Linked DNA regions of Pan troglodytes: all the other regions are linked to region 2. The links are chromatin contacts, called in public HiChIP or PLAC-seq maps. All regions are on one chromosome and are shown on one strand. Each heading gives the region's core, a stretch centred on a gene start, on an enhancer-like site or on the middle of the called end of the contact. The rest is flanking DNA. Distances are from core to core; before and after follow the strand shown.

The links. HiChIP or PLAC-seq counts read pairs in DNA pulled down with a chosen protein or histone mark.
Region 1: an H3K4me3 HiChIP or PLAC-seq map of stem cell-derived excitatory neurons shows a contact between it and region 2, with 5 times the contacts expected there. The contact joins the promoter of TUBB4B here to the promoter of TMEM141 in region 2. A contact is called at or near these places in 1 of 7 Hi-C or Micro-C datasets (stem cell-derived neural progenitor cells) and 1 of 1 datasets of contacts at active chromatin or transcription factors (stem cell-derived excitatory neurons).
Region 3: a contact with region 2 is called in an H3K4me3 HiChIP or PLAC-seq map of stem cell-derived excitatory neurons, with 4 times the contacts expected there. The contact joins the promoter of ANAPC2 here to the promoter of TMEM141 in region 2. A contact is called at or near these places in 1 of 7 Hi-C or Micro-C datasets (stem cell-derived neural progenitor cells) and 1 of 1 datasets of contacts at active chromatin or transcription factors (stem cell-derived excitatory neurons).
Region 4: an H3K4me3 HiChIP or PLAC-seq map of stem cell-derived excitatory neurons shows a contact between it and region 2, with 5 times the contacts expected there. The contact joins the promoter of NPDC1 here to the promoter of TMEM141 in region 2. A contact is called at or near these places in 3 of 7 Hi-C or Micro-C datasets (blood, induced pluripotent stem cells and stem cell-derived neural progenitor cells) and 1 of 1 datasets of contacts at active chromatin or transcription factors (stem cell-derived excitatory neurons).
Region 5: a contact with region 2 is called in an H3K4me3 HiChIP or PLAC-seq map of stem cell-derived excitatory neurons, with 4 times the contacts expected there. The contact joins the promoter of LRRC26 here to the promoter of TMEM141 in region 2. A contact is called at or near these places in 1 of 7 Hi-C or Micro-C datasets (stem cell-derived neural progenitor cells) and 1 of 1 datasets of contacts at active chromatin or transcription factors (stem cell-derived excitatory neurons).

The regions. Positions count from the first base shown.
Region 1 is chr11:1,212,458-1,215,157 of NHGRI_mPanTro3-v2.0_pri, reverse strand. TUBB4B (tubulin beta 4B class IVb) reads left to right here and starts at 1,378. Exons shown (of 4, transcript NM_001246378.1): 1 at 1,378-1,505; 2 at 1,809-1,917; 3 at 1,999-2,109; 4 at 2,587-2,700. The coding sequence starts at 1,449.
Region 2 is chr11:1,665,000-1,667,699 of NHGRI_mPanTro3-v2.0_pri, reverse strand. It overlaps TMEM141 (transmembrane protein 141), which reads left to right and starts at 1,359. Exons shown (of 5, transcript XM_001162853.7): 1 at 1,359-1,501; 2 at 1,788-1,854; 3 at 2,024-2,107; 4 at 2,328-2,435. The coding sequence starts at 1,448.
Region 3 is chr11:1,264,879-1,267,578 of NHGRI_mPanTro3-v2.0_pri, reverse strand. It overlaps ANAPC2 (anaphase promoting complex subunit 2), which reads right to left and starts at 1,396. Exons shown (of 13, transcript XM_016962223.3): 1 at 1,055-1,396; 2 at 120-742. The coding sequence starts at 1,171. It overlaps SSNA1 (SS nuclear autoantigen 1), which reads left to right and starts at 1,289. Exons shown (of 3, transcript XM_001137367.7): 1 at 1,289-1,417; 2 at 1,705-1,904; 3 at 2,436-2,700. The coding sequence starts at 1,366. The coding sequence ends at 2,543.
Region 4 is chr11:1,404,426-1,407,125 of NHGRI_mPanTro3-v2.0_pri, reverse strand. It overlaps NPDC1 (neural proliferation, differentiation and control 1), which reads right to left and starts at 1,279. Exons shown (of 9, transcript XR_010148524.1): 1 at 471-1,279.
Region 5 is chr11:1,282,546-1,285,245 of NHGRI_mPanTro3-v2.0_pri, reverse strand. It overlaps LRRC26 (leucine rich repeat containing 26), which reads right to left and starts at 1,336. Exons shown (of 2, transcript XM_063787370.1): 1 at 129-1,336. The coding sequence starts at 807. TMEM210 (transmembrane protein 210) reads right to left here. Exons shown (of 4, transcript XM_016962226.2): 2 at 2,437-2,572; 3 at 2,210-2,239; 4 at 1,727-1,963. The coding sequence ends at 1,774.

The DNA of each region.
Region 1 (2,700 bases), core at 129-2,628, 450 kb after region 2:
TGGCCAACATGGTGAAATCCCATTTCTACCAAAAATACAAAAATTAGCGGCGTGGTGGTGGGTGCCTGCAGTCCCACCTACTGGGGAGGCTGAGGCAGAAGAATCGCTTCAACCCGGGGCGGGGGGGAGCCAAGATCGCGCCACTGCACTCCAGCCCGGGAGACAGAGCGAGACTCTGTCTCAAAATAATAAATTAAGTAAAATAAAAATACTGCAAAAATACAGCGCGTTTGTTTTTAAACAGGCGCAACCACATGTAATTCATTTTAAGTTTCTTTTCCCACCCAAGTAAAAACCAAGTCATAAATTAGGAAAAGCATTAACAGAAATATGTCTCAGCCCCAGCGCGCTGACCTGTGGTTGGAATACCGGCCCTGGAGCCCGGAGGTCGGGGCCCACCCGCCGAGGGAGGTCTGGGCGCTGTCCTGGTCTCCACGGAGCTCGCGCACTCACGGGGCCGAGGCACCAAGGCGACCGGCGCAGAGCCAGCGCCGTCTCCACAACAGGGCAGGGCGCGCAGCTGCGGGGGAGGCCTCGCCCCTCCGCTCCCCTCCCCTGCCCTCCGCCCCGGCCCTCGGGGCGCGGCGTCCCCCACGTGCTCCCCTCACGCGACCGCGAGGGCAGTGGGCGTGCGGGACCCGGGAGCAGGAAACTCCGTGCCCTCTGCGGCTCTGTGGAGAGCTCCCCTCCACCGCCGCAGCCCCCGAGCCCGTGTATCTTCCTGCCTTTAAGGCATCGCAGCCTCCTCGGCCTGGAGGCCCCGGGCTCGCTCCGTGCGGACCCCGCTCCAGAACCCGCCCAGCGCGCAGATGCCGTGTCCCGGCGCAAGGCCAGAGAGGGCGCAACTCTGGACGCGGGGCCGCCACCGAGCCTGCCCTTCCCGGCTCCCGAAAGGCCCCGGGCTCAGAGCCAAGACTGCGCTTGCCCGAGGCCCGTCGGGCCCGCCCTCCCCCGGCGCCCCCAGCGCAGCTGCCCGCCGCCCGACCGGAAACCCGCACCCGCGCCTGCGCCCCACTCCGTCCGCGCGCCGGCCGCGGCACTGCGGCGGTTACCAGGACGCTGAAGCAGCGCAGCCAATAGCGCCAGCCTGGCGGCGTGCTCCCGGCAGCCAGCCAATGAGACGGCAAATCAATCATTTGAAACACCCAATGGACGGAGCACTGCGGCGCCAGGGGGGGGATTGTGATAGGGAGATGGGAGGCTGTGGCTGACCAATAAAGACCAAACTGGCTTAAAAAGGCGGACCTTAGGCAGCTTGATTGACGGGGGCAAGGCCAATCAAACGAGGGAGCTTGCCAGCCTCGTTCTGGCAGCCCATTCCGAGACTAGCGGAGGCGGGCAGGGAGGGTATATAAGCGTTGGCGGAGCGTCGGTTGTAGCACTCTGCGCGCCCGCTCCTGTGCTGCTGGTTGTCTACTTCTTCTTGCTTCCCCGCCACCGCCGCCATCATGAGGGAAATCGTGCACTTGCAGGCCGGGCAGTGCGGCAACCAAATCGGCGCCAAGGTAAGTTGCCGGGGCGCTGGGGCCAGGCGGGCCTGCCGGGCGGTGTGGGCGGGCGGCCGGGGAAGATGGCGGCAGCAGCGGCCGGGCGGCGCCCCCGCATTGCGGCCGCCGGGCCCCCTCCGCGGGGAATTGGCCGAGCCGGGCGACCGAAGCCCCCAGGAACCCGGCGGCCAGGGCGCGCGGGGCGGGGGAGGGGCGGGGAGGGCCGGGCTGCCGCGCCCGTCCGGGGCGGGGCTGCCTCTCTGCGCACCGGCCGCGGTGACTCAGCCCCGGCCCGCCCGGGCCCGCCCGCGTCCCTTGTAGTTTTGGGAGGTGATCAGCGATGAGCACGGCATCGACCCCACGGGCACCTACCACGGGGACAGCGACCTGCAGCTGGAACGCATCAACGTGTACTACAATGAGGCCACCGGTGAGGCCCCGGCCCCTTCCCCGACCGCCCTCCGGGGACCCCGCGGCCCCTGCCTTGGCTGACGCCCTCCCGTTCCCGCAGGCGGCAAGTACGTGCCCCGCGCCGTGCTCGTGGATCTGGAGCCCGGCACCATGGACTCCGTGCGCTCGGGGCCCTTCGGGCAGATCTTCCGGCCGGACAACTTCGTTTTCGGTGAGCCGTGGCTGGGGACTGGGCGGCGGCTCAAAGGTCAAGGGGCTGCTCCAAGGGCACCGCCGTGGGAACTGCGCAGCCGGGGCCCCTGGACGCCCTCCTCTTCTCTGAGCCACTCAATCCCCTCTACTAAATCGGCTTTGGGAGCAAGGTCCAGCTGTCTGCCGAGGCGACGAGCCGCCACACACGTAATCTCCCTGCAGGGAGCTGAGCTGGGGCAGTGGCTGCTCCTCTGTCCTTGGGAATTGGCAGTGGCCCCCCCGGGGAGGGGTTTGTTGTTAAGCTGTCAGGTTTGGCCCCTGACTTAATTCGTAGCAGGGCAGGCTGCCGTGTTTTGGCTTTGAAGGGTCCGTTTGCTCTACCTGCAGGGTGAATTCTGTGGTCAGCTCACACCATGTCACTCGGCTTTTTTCGCGTGGTGGTGACCAGTAGTGCTGTCTACCTGGCTGACGAATGATTAGCTGTGTTCTCTCTCAGGTCAGAGTGGTGCTGGGAACAACTGGGCCAAGGGGCACTACACAGAAGGCGCGGAGCTGGTGGACTCGGTGCTGGATGTTGTGAGAAAGGAGGCTGAGAGCTGTGACTGCCTGC
Region 2 (2,700 bases), core at 110-2,609:
GACTTCAGCCTTTTTTTTTTTTTTTTTTTTTTTTGAAACAGAGTCTCACTCTGTCGCCCAGGTTGGAGTGCAGTGGCACGATCTTGGCTCCCTGCAACCTCCGCCTCCCAGGTTCAAGTGATTCTCCTGCCTCAGCCTCCCCAGTACCTGGGATTATAGGCACCTGCCACCACGCCCGGCTAATTTTCGTATTTTTAGTAGAGACGGGGTTTCACCATCTTGGCCAGGCTAGTATTTAACTCCTGACCTTGTGATCCACCCGCCTCGGCCTCCCAAAGTGCTGGGATTACAGGCGTAAGCCACCGCGCCTGGCCAAGATTTCATCTTTTTACCTCATATTTCTTAGGAATTTAATGGTTATATGTTGTCTTTTTTCCCATGCCTTTTGGCTCAAGCAACACGTGTATCAGTGTTGACTTTTTCTTTCTTTGATCTAGTTAAAAAAAAAACCACATAATAATTCTTTGAAGAAAGGAAGGGGTTAATTTTTTCCCCTAGCACTTTCTTGAAGATCAAGGACTTTATCGATGAAAAAGTAGTAAATAGTTATTTGTAACCTGTGTGAAGCAGCAGCCTGACTTGAAGTCGTCCGTTCTTGCTAATGGTTACACCAGTGAATACTAGTGGAATTGTTTGGGCTGATTTTAGTTTCTCTTAATCAAAATTACTAGATGATAGAATTCAAGAACTTGTGCATGTTATTACTTGGTGTATCGATAATTATTTAAAAGTAAAGACTCTTTGTCATGCAAAACAAAAGGAGTTTGAGGCTCAGCTACTAAGCTGCTGGTTACAGAACCACTTTGCTAAACAGTAATTTTATACATCCCCACTCCGTGGTGGCTTATGAGAAATTCAATCCCTGATTGTAGTCCTCAAGCAAAATAACTCTTGACAATCATTAGGCCTCTGCAAGTGTGGGAATGAGGCCCGGCCGGGGGGAGGAGCGCACGCTCTCAGCCACGCCCCGCCCGGTGCCCGCCTTCGCCCCGCCCAGTCGTCGCCGGAGGTCACAGGGCCCAAGCTCCTAGAGGCGTGGCCAGGCCCCAGGCCCCACCCCTCTCCCCTGCGCTCTAGCAGGCTCGATCCATGCTCCGCCCCCAATCCAAGGCCCTGGCCCCTCCGCCTGCACCTGGCAGGCCCCGCCTCTTAGAACCCGACACCTCCGCCTGCGCAGGCCCGCTCCCCGGTCCTGTCTCTCAGGCCCCGCCCCCAGGTCGCGTCTCCAAAGTCCCGTCCCTCAGGCCCCGCCCTCAGGCCCCGTCTCCTAGGCCCCGCCCCCTCCGCCTGTTCCAGCGCGCGCCCGTCCCTAGGCCTCGCCCCCAGATCCGGGCCCCACTCCTCCGCCCGCAACTGCGCAGGCCTGTCCTCTAGGCCACACCCCCAGGTTCCCGCCCCGCCCTTCCGCCTGCGCCTGCGCAGGCCCGCTCCCCGAGCCCTGCCAACCATGGTGAATTTGGGTCTGTCCCGGGTGGACGACGCCGTGGCTGCCAAGCACCCGGTGAGAAGGCCGGTCTGGGACGCGGGCCTCAGACCCCACAAGCTGACCTGAGCGAGACGGGGGGCTGGGGCGTGGGGGTGCCTTCGTCAGGGAAGAGTGGCGGAGGCTGGGGGCACTCTCTTGCTAAGGGGCTCAGGGCGTCCGGGTTGGCATCGGGGAGGTGGGACGTGTCCAAGTGCCCAGGGTCTCACTCCTCCACAGCCAGGGTGTGCCCAGAGGAGGGACAGGAGAGGCGGTGAAGGAAGAGGGCAGGGGATCGAGCCTTCACCCGCCTCTGCCACCCCAGGGACTCGGGGAGTATGCCGCATGCCAGTCACACGCCTTCATGAAGGGCGTTTTCACCTTCATCACAGGTAGGCTGCGTCCAGGTGTCCTGCGGCTGGGAGAGAACGCACCCTCCTGCCCTGCCCTGGCTCCCCAGCAGGGGGCGCCAAGTCACCTGCCCGCAGGTGCTGGGGGCCTGGCAAGGTGGGCCCTGGCCATCCCCGGGTACAGGTTGATGGGGACCTCGGCTCTTTGCAGGCACTGGCATGGCCTTTGGCTTGCAGATGTTCATTCAGAGGAAGTTTCCATACCCTTTGCAGTGGAGCCTCCTAGTGGCCGTGGGTGGGTACTCCAGGGCCCCTGCCTGGGCTCTTTGAGGGGTGGGTTTCTGCTAGGGTTGGGGCTGTGGTTCTGCGTCCCTGACTCTGACGTGGAGCCCCAGGTCTCGGCGGGAGCCCCACCTGAGCCCACCCACCACGTCTGTCAGGAAGTAGCCTGTGCCCGGTTCTCTTAGCCTGGGAAGCACAGAGGCCCCAGCCCTCTTCCATTTCCTGCTCCACAGTTGCAGGCTCTGTGGTCAGCTACGGGGTGACGAGAGTGGAGTCGGAGAAATGCAACAACCTCTGGCTCTTCCTGGAGACCGGGCAGCTCCCCAAAGACAGGAGCACAGGTGAGAGAGCCTGGGGGTTAGCGAGAAGTGAATGCCACAGCTCCAGCACCCAGAGTTTTGGGCAGCCAAGCCTGGGTGCACCATGCGATAGCCTAGACAAGGTCCCTCCCTCTGGCCCAGCCTCCTCAGCATGTGACTCCCAGATGGGTTGGAGCTGGGGGTGGGCGCAGTAGACAGATCTTGGAGAGCTCCCTTTGAGGAGAAAGAACCAAGAGGGGCTGGGGTGCCCCTGAGATTGAGAGGAAGGGTACAGAGTGAAGGGTGT
Region 3 (2,700 bases), core at 147-2,646, 400 kb after region 2:
CTGTCATGTTCCTGGTTATCAGGACGGCTCACCAGCTTTCTGCTGAGGCCAGCTGGACCCAGGGGAGCAGCGGGGAACCAGAAGGAGCAAGGGCATGGCCATCGGGACAGACTACTCACAAGACCTGGCTGAGCTGATGGAACTGCTCCAGAGCCTGGCGACACCAGCACTGTTGCTTGTCACTGCTGCACCCTGCACACAGCGGGCTCTGCAGGAGCCGGTAGTACCGGCGACGGGCATACCGGCTGTCCAGCTCCCCTTCCAGTTCCGGGTCTGTGCCCCCTTCCCCCTTCCTCTTACTCTGCATATAGACTCTCAAGAAGCACCCATACAGACGCTGGATCATCTCTTGGAAGGTTCTGGGGGTGCTAAAGAACAAGACTCCGCGCAACATAGTGTGGACTTTTTCTCGCAGCCCCTGAGCACCAGTGCCCATCAGCAAGCCCAGGCGAGTCCATTTCTCCAGCAGCTCTAGGCTACGCAGGTAGGGATCCAGGCGGCTCTCCAGCAGGCCAAAAGCGTCAAGGAGCAGCAAAAGGCACTGGGGCTCATCCGCAGAGTTCTCGCATTGGGAGATGGCATTCCAGAACTCAGGGGAGATGTTGGCCTGCAGATCGTTCTGCAGCACCTCCACGAACCACTCCTCCAGGACCGAGTGTAGCCCGTGGCCCCTCAGAACCTCCACCGCCGCCCGGAGCTCCTCTTCCTTTGGCGGGACTGCACCGCTGGTCCGGGAAGACACCTGGAGCGCAGAAAGCCGTGAGGCGAGGGGAACACAACATAGAGGTGGGGAGAAGCGGGGAAGGGAAAAAGCTGAAGGGGAGGCTGCAAAAACTCCGCTGCCCCCTGTCCGTGCTGCCCGGACGTTGGGCCGAAGCTATGGAAGGGCTGTCAGCGGAGCTGAACGAAACGAAACGGAAAGGTGGTGGGAAATGGCAGGACAGGACAGAGGCGGATGATGGACAGAGCCGTATGAACCCGAGGGTAGCCGCCCCAAAGCGCCTACGGTCCCGGAAACTCCGCGCGGGGCCGCCCCTCTCTTCCCAGGCCTCACCAGCCCCAGCGCAGCCGGCGGCACCAGGCCGGTGCTCACGGTGTTCCAGGCCACTAACAACTCCTGTCCGGGCCGGGAGTCGCTGTCCCCCTCCGCCACCACAACTGCCGCCGCCATCTGCACCCACCGACTCCGAGATTCGCTCGGCGCGGCGCGCGGCGATGACGCACGTCTGCACGCGCAGCCATGACGCGCACAAGGCGCTCAGCGATGACGCGCTAGTTCGGCGCGCCGTGGAGGAGTCGTGCGCAGGCGCGGACAGCGCTGCTTCCGCGGCGGTTGGGGTGGCGGGGCCCCGGGCGGCGTTGACCATGACCCAGCAGGGCGCGGCGCTGCAAAACTACAACAACGAGCTGGTCAAGTGTGAGCGGCGCAGCCGGGACGGGGAGGTCGGGAGGGCCGCAGGGCCGGGTTCCCGGCTCGCAGCGGGGTGCCCCTGGACCCGCCTCGCTGCGGGCATCGCGCGGCTGAGCAGAGCCCTCCGTGCCGGAGGCTGGGTGTCCGTGGCCCGAGCCCTCGCTGGCTCGCAGGCCCCGCGCCGGGCGCTCGTGGGTGGTGCCTGACTCTGGCTTCCTCGGGTGGAAGGAGGCCCGCCCTCCGCCGCCGCGCTCCTGCCCTGGGCCCACAGCGCCGCCCCTCCCGGCCCCCAGGCATAGAGGAGCTGTGCCAGAAGCGGGAGGAGCTGTGCCGGCAGATACAGGAGGAGGAGGACGAGAAGCAGCGGCTGCAGAATGAGGTGAGGCAGCTGACAGAGAAGCTGGCCCGCGTCAACGAGAACCTGGCACGCAAGATTGCCTCTCGCAACGAGTTCGACCGGACCATCGCGGAGACGGAGGCCGCCTACCTCAAGGTGGAGCTCGGGAGGCCAGGCCGAGCATCAGGGGATAGGCACGGCAGGGGTGTTGCCACGGCAGGGCGTCAGGACCGTCTGGGGCTCCCGGCTGTGGACAGTCTGTGTGCCTCGCTGGCATTTCGGGCAGGGGCAGCGTGGCCAGGCCCATTGAGGAACCCAGGCTGCTGTGGGAGTGACTGTGGGGCCTGGGGCATCCTGGGTCCTGGTCTTTATCCGGTTCTCGCTAGCCATGTGGTTCTTTCTGCTCAGTGTGAAGAGCCAGGTCTTGGGCAGAGCACCCAGCACGGGCCAGTGCTAACCCAGCCTGGCTTTGAGGGTGGAGAGGAAGTGTTTTGGGTCAGATTCCGGAGGGAAGAGGGCCCTGCCACCCCATCTGCCAGTCCCCTTGGGCTTCCGCCTTCCCCCACACAGGATCCCTTGGCTACAGCACCCCCAGCCAGGTCCCAGCACCTGAGTGTGAGGACAGCTGGGGCTTAGGACCTTACCAACAGGTGAACATTAACAACCTTCTCACTTCTCTGGCCCCAGATCCTGGAGAGCTCCCAGACTTTGCTCAGCGTTCTCAAGAGGGAAGCTGGGAACCTGACCAAGGCTACAGCCCCAGACCAGAAAAGTAGCGGCGGCAGGGACAGCTGACCAGACCACGGGCAGGGCCTGCCTCCGTGTGCCCCTCAGCTCAGCCCCAGCAAGTGTGTGCTCAGAGCATCTTTGTTCTTCACGGCAGCAGCTACCTTCCCTCACTGTCTCAGGTGCCGAGAGGGGCAGGTGCCAGCCTCCACTGGCATCAGTGACA
Region 4 (2,700 bases), core at 30-2,529, 260 kb after region 2:
GGCGTGAGGACAGGCAGAGCAGCACTGAGGCCCCGACCCCGGGACGCGCACCGGCAGCGAAGCCGGCGGGCACTCAGGGCCAGCCCCACACCCGCAGGAGCCCCGAACACGGAGACACAGAGACGCACACAGGCAGACTCCCGGCGGGCCCGCCCAGAGCCAGATGGCCGCGGCGCGGAGGCCTGAGCCAGACGGGCTCCCGGCGGAAGAAGCCATGAATGTAAGGTACGCCTCTGGGAACCGGCAGAAGCCCCATCCGGCGCGGCCTTTTGGAGGCTCCGCGCTGCGCCCTCCGGCCAGGCCTGTTTATTCCATCGTGGGCGAGGCGGGGCCGCCGCCACCAGCGGACCAGGCCTGCAGGGCCTGCGGGCCTGGGCAGGACGAGGGCGGCGGCGCCCGGCAACCCGGTCCCCGCCCGGCGATCCCGGCCCCGGGGCGCCCCGCGGCCTGCGCCCAGCGCGCTCGCTCACCCGGGTGGCCGGCGGCGGCTCCACGCAGGGCGGCGCCGAGGACGAGGCCGGAGAGCAGCAGCCGCAGCAGCCGCAGGTGCCGCGGGGAGGGCGGAGGCAGCGGCGTCGCCATCCTTCAGCGCCGCCGCCGGGGCAGCATGGCACCGCGAGGCCAGGGGCTCGGCGCGGGCTCCGGGCTCCGCGTCGGGAGCAGCGGAGGCAGCGGGGGAGGACGCAGGAGGAAGAGGAGGCGGATGCCAAGGAGGAGGAGGAGGAAGAGGAAAGGCACGGGCGGCGGCGCTGACGCTGCAGCAAGGATCCGGGATGGAGGCGCCGGCGAGGCGCGCACGCGGAGACTGCGCCTGCGCGCTCCACCTGAGGGGGCGGGAGGGCGGCTCCAGACTGCGCCCCCTCCCCCTGCTCCAGTTCTGGTCCCCTCTCCGGGCCTCGCTGGACCTCTCTCGGCCTCAGGGTGTCTCGGCACCTGCGGTCTCTGGGGCCGGTGCGGTTCCCAGAAGTCCGGCTGGGTTTGGGCCGCGGGTGGGCTTCTCCAGGATGCGCTCCCTTCTGGCCTCTTCCCGGTAGGACTCCGAGCCCCTCACCCGCACCCGCGATGGGGCAGAGGACCTGTGTGGGCCTAGCCTCGCGAGCGCACAGAGACACAGGAGCGCCGGGCGCACGCAGACAGGTGCTCACGAGCTGGGCAGGTGCACAGGAAGGCACAGGTGTGCCCACAGAGGCAGGGGCACCCCCACTCGCGGGAAAAGCAAATACAGGAACACAGAACGGCCCCGGCCCCGACTGCAGCTTTGGCTGGAGCCGCGGCGGCCGCGCGCAGTGAGGCCACCAGGGGGCAAGAGTGATCCGGAGCCACTGAGGACTGGAGCTGGGAGCTGTCCAAGGTGTTCAGGGTCCCCAGGTGACAGCCCTTTAGCTCCCTCAGGACAATGGGCATCTTTTTTTTTTTTTTTTTTTTTTTCTTTGAGACAGCGTCTCTGTCGCCTAGCCTGGAGTGCAGTGGTGCCATTTCGGCCCACTGCAACCTCCACCTCTCGGGTTCAAGTGATTCTCGTGCCTCTGCCTCCTGAGTAGCTGGGATTACAGGCGCATGCCACCATGCTGGGCTAATTTTTGTATTTTTAGTACAGACGGGGTTTCACCATGTTGCCTCAGCTGGTCTTGAACTCCTGACCTCAGGTGATACGCCAGCCTCAGCCTCCCAAAGTGCTGGGATTACAGGCGTGAGCCACTGTGCCCAGCTGACAACGGGCATCTCTGATGCCCCCCTTGCACCTCACCTGTTGCCTCCCAAGAGCACGCCCACCCCATCCCACTAGAAACCTCCTTTGACTAGTCATTCAGAGAACAAGAGTGAGACCTCCAACCCGGGGTGTCCCCTTGGTCCTTCCAGTCTCAGAACTTCAAAGCTGGGGCTGGCTGCCCTCAGGTTTATCAAATGACTTTTAAAAAATGGTGAAGAGGGGAGGGAAGAGCAGAATAAGAACCACCACCCTCCTCGCCAGGGCACTGAGCATAGAGACAGTGTCTAAGCTCACTTCCCAGGAAGGTGAGGAGGCGAGTGGGCAAGACCAGGCCTTCCCATCCTGGAGAAAACTGGCTTGGGGAGGGGCTGCAGGGCCTGGCTGGGGCTGCAGGATGCCTTTTGGAGGTGCAGGACACTCAGTCCCAGGTGAGAAGGGCAAGGTGCCCTGTGCCATTGCATGGCTCGGCTCCACAGCCAGGTTCTGTGCAAGATTCCTGCCTATGGGTCCCGGTCCTGATCTCATCTCCCACCCCTGTGCCACCTCCTGATGTGGGCCTGCCCTCCCTCCAGTCTCTACCAGCACTGACTGCCCCCTAGGAAGCCGCCTGGCTGGCTGCCACCCACTCTCCGCCACCTCCCTGACCTCTACCCTCACCCCCAGGCTCACTGTACCAGGACCCAACCTTCAGTCTGGCCTTGGTCACCAACGCAGATCCGGATGTGATGGTTTTGGGGAACTCTGCTGGCCAGAGAAGACTCAAGGGCCCAGGAACATTCCCTCGGGCCAGCCATCCTGCAGCTACTCTAGGCTGCCACGGCACAGCAGGGCAGCAGCCAGTGCCCCAGGCCTGGCTCCAGAGCAGAAGGCAGTAGGGAGGGATGGTGTCCACCCTCAGGACCAAGGGCAGGCCCGTGCGGCTAGAACAGCGGGAAGGTGGGGGCACAGGCCACAGCAAGGATGCCCCACCCCACAGACACTCTCCTTTC
Region 5 (2,700 bases), core at 87-2,586, 380 kb after region 2:
AGCGTCAGGCGTCCCGGCCACACGCAGAGCACCGTCTCGGCCTCTGTGGGACACAGACAAAGGCGCGGCGTCAGGTGGCGGCTGCCGCACCGCCCTGCAGACCCCGACCCGCGTCCCCAGCAGCTCACCTGATGCGGGCAGCGGGTGCCGGCGCAGCCAGGCGCAGAGCGGGCGCAGCGCGCACCCGCAGCCCCAAGGGTTGCCGCGCAGGTGCAGCGCGTCTAGAGCGGGCAGGCGGCCCAGCAGCCCCGGCGCGAGTGCCGCCAGCTCGTTGTCCTGCAGGCTGAGTGAGCGCAGCAGCGGGAGCGCGCCTAGCGCCGCGGGCTCCAGGCGCGCCAGCCGGTTGCCGGCCAATGAGAGGTTGCGCAGCGCGCGTAGCGGCGCGAAAGTCCCTGGTGCCAGTGCTTCCAGCTGGTTGGCGCTCAGGTCCAGCAGCTGCAGCGCGCCCAGGCCCCAGAAGGCTCGTACATGCACCGAGTGCAGCCCGTTCTCGCGCAGGTCCAGGCGCTGTAGCGCGCCCGCTCCGGCGAAGGCACCTGGCGGCAGCGCACGGACGCGGTTGTGGTCTAGCAGCAGCGCGCGCAGGCGCAGGCTCAGGCCCGCGGGCACGGCGGGCAGCGAGAGTGCTGAGCAGCTGGCCAGGCCTCCCGGCACGCACGTGCACACCTCGGGGCAGTCCGGGGCGCCCGGGGACCCCGAGGGCAAGGCCGTGGCCGACACCTGGGCCCAGACAGGCCAAGGCGACAGCAGCAGCAACAGCAGCAGCAGCAGCAGCGGCCGAGGCCGCGACCAGGAAAGGCCCCGCATGGGGGCAGCCCCCCGGCACCCGCGGTGGGAGGCCCGCTGCCTGTGCGTCCCTGGAGCCCGTCGTCCGCGGAGCCCGTTCCTGCGGCGCCTGCACAAATATTAACTCTCTGGCCCGAGCTCAGGCAGTTCCTGTCCCACGGCTGGATCCACGCTTGGGGCGGGGGCAGGGCAAACAGCCAACGCCCGGCACCGCCAGCCACCTGTCCGGGAGCTCCAAACTACTCTTGGCTCAGCGCCGGCCACAGCGCTATCAAGACCACCTCGCCCCGCCTTGTCCACCACCGGGCGCCCGCCGAGCCCTGACCTGAGCAGCAGGACACCGCCCACCTGCACCCGCCCAGCTCACGGCTGCGACAGGCGCCCACACGCAATGCAACCCAGAGGTCCTGCTCCTCACCCGTCTCGACCCCACCCAGGCTCCGCAAAGTGATCCCAACGTGCACATGCGGAGTGGCCCCCACGCAGGGATGGTCCCATTCCCATGCTGGATGGGGCCTGGGTTGGAGACAGGCCTTGGGGTGGAAGGAGACAGCACACCCGAGGCAGGAGAGGAGGCAGGAGAGGCGTGCCTGCCCCACCCCTCCCCCCCAGGACTCTCCTGGGATAGAGGTACAGACCAGTGCAGTGGGGCAGGGGTAGCAGCCCAAGTCCTCCTGTTAAACCCAGCGCCTTTCACAGTTGCCAGTTGCAGGTCCTGTTCTAGGGGCTTTCCAAAGCTGGGTGCAGGAAGGAGCCGGGCTGACCAGCTGTGGCAGAGAAGGTGGAAACATTAGGGGTATGGCTTCCTGCCATGGGGCAGAGGAACAGGGGAACTTGCTGTGGGGCCTGGGCACCCTGCTTTGATGAGACCCATATGCGCGTGCACCCCCCATGATGCAGCCATGAGGGGTGTGAGGGCCTGCAGGGAGGACAGTGCACAACCACTAAACAAGCTTTAATTCCCCTCCCCCAGCTGCCCTCAGCCCTCTACTCAGGTGGTAGGGGCGGGGGTGGTGGCGGCTCCTCTGAAGAAGCCTCCATGGGGATGGCCACAAGGCTCTGATCCTCTAGTGGTGGCACCACGGAGACCTCCAGGTCAGCGTCCATCAGCTGGGACTCCACGTAAACCGGGTGCAGGTCCATGCGATCTTCCTGGACCCCAAAATTCTCCACCAACCTGCATGACGGGCCGGGTCATCACGAGCTGGTAGAGTCCTTGTTCCCCCAGGACAGGCCGGCGTCTGGGACAGTGCACCCCCACAAAGGGCCTCCCTTGGGACAGCACCCCTCCTCTTCCAGGGACAGCACCCCTCCTCTTCCAGGGACAGCACCCCTCCTCCAGGGACTCCCTTGGGATAGCTCCCCCCGCCAAGGGCCTCCCCTGAGACAGCGCGCCTCCCTCGAGGGCCTCCCTGGTGCTCACCTGTTGTCCACTTGTCTCGGGCATGTTTCACTGAGGGGACGAAGGCCAACATGAGTCCTGGAACAGTGCTGGGCCCCCGGACCTCCCCCAACACACGCCTAGGAAACGCCATTCCTACCCCAGGTGACGGCCCACCCAGGGGGTAAAGCCCCTCTTGCAAGACCAAGGGCCCAGGGCGGCCAGCCTGGCCTCACTCCCATCCTCTCCCGGCCCCAGGGTTCACGCACCCCTTGGCCCGCAAGACACCAATTGCCACGATGACGAGGGCACAGAAGCAGCTGGCACTGATGCCCGCCAGCACCACAAGGAGGGCGATGAGGGCCTCGCGGCTGAGGCCAAGGCTGCATTCACAGTAGGTTCCAGCTGCAGAGACAGGGCCACATGGCCACGGGCCGGTCACCTGCCTGCGGAGGGCCCCCAAGTCTGCCCCTGCCCTGGTAGCCACCAGAAGGACACCAGAGCTCCCGCCTTGCCTGGGGAAGGGGAGCCAT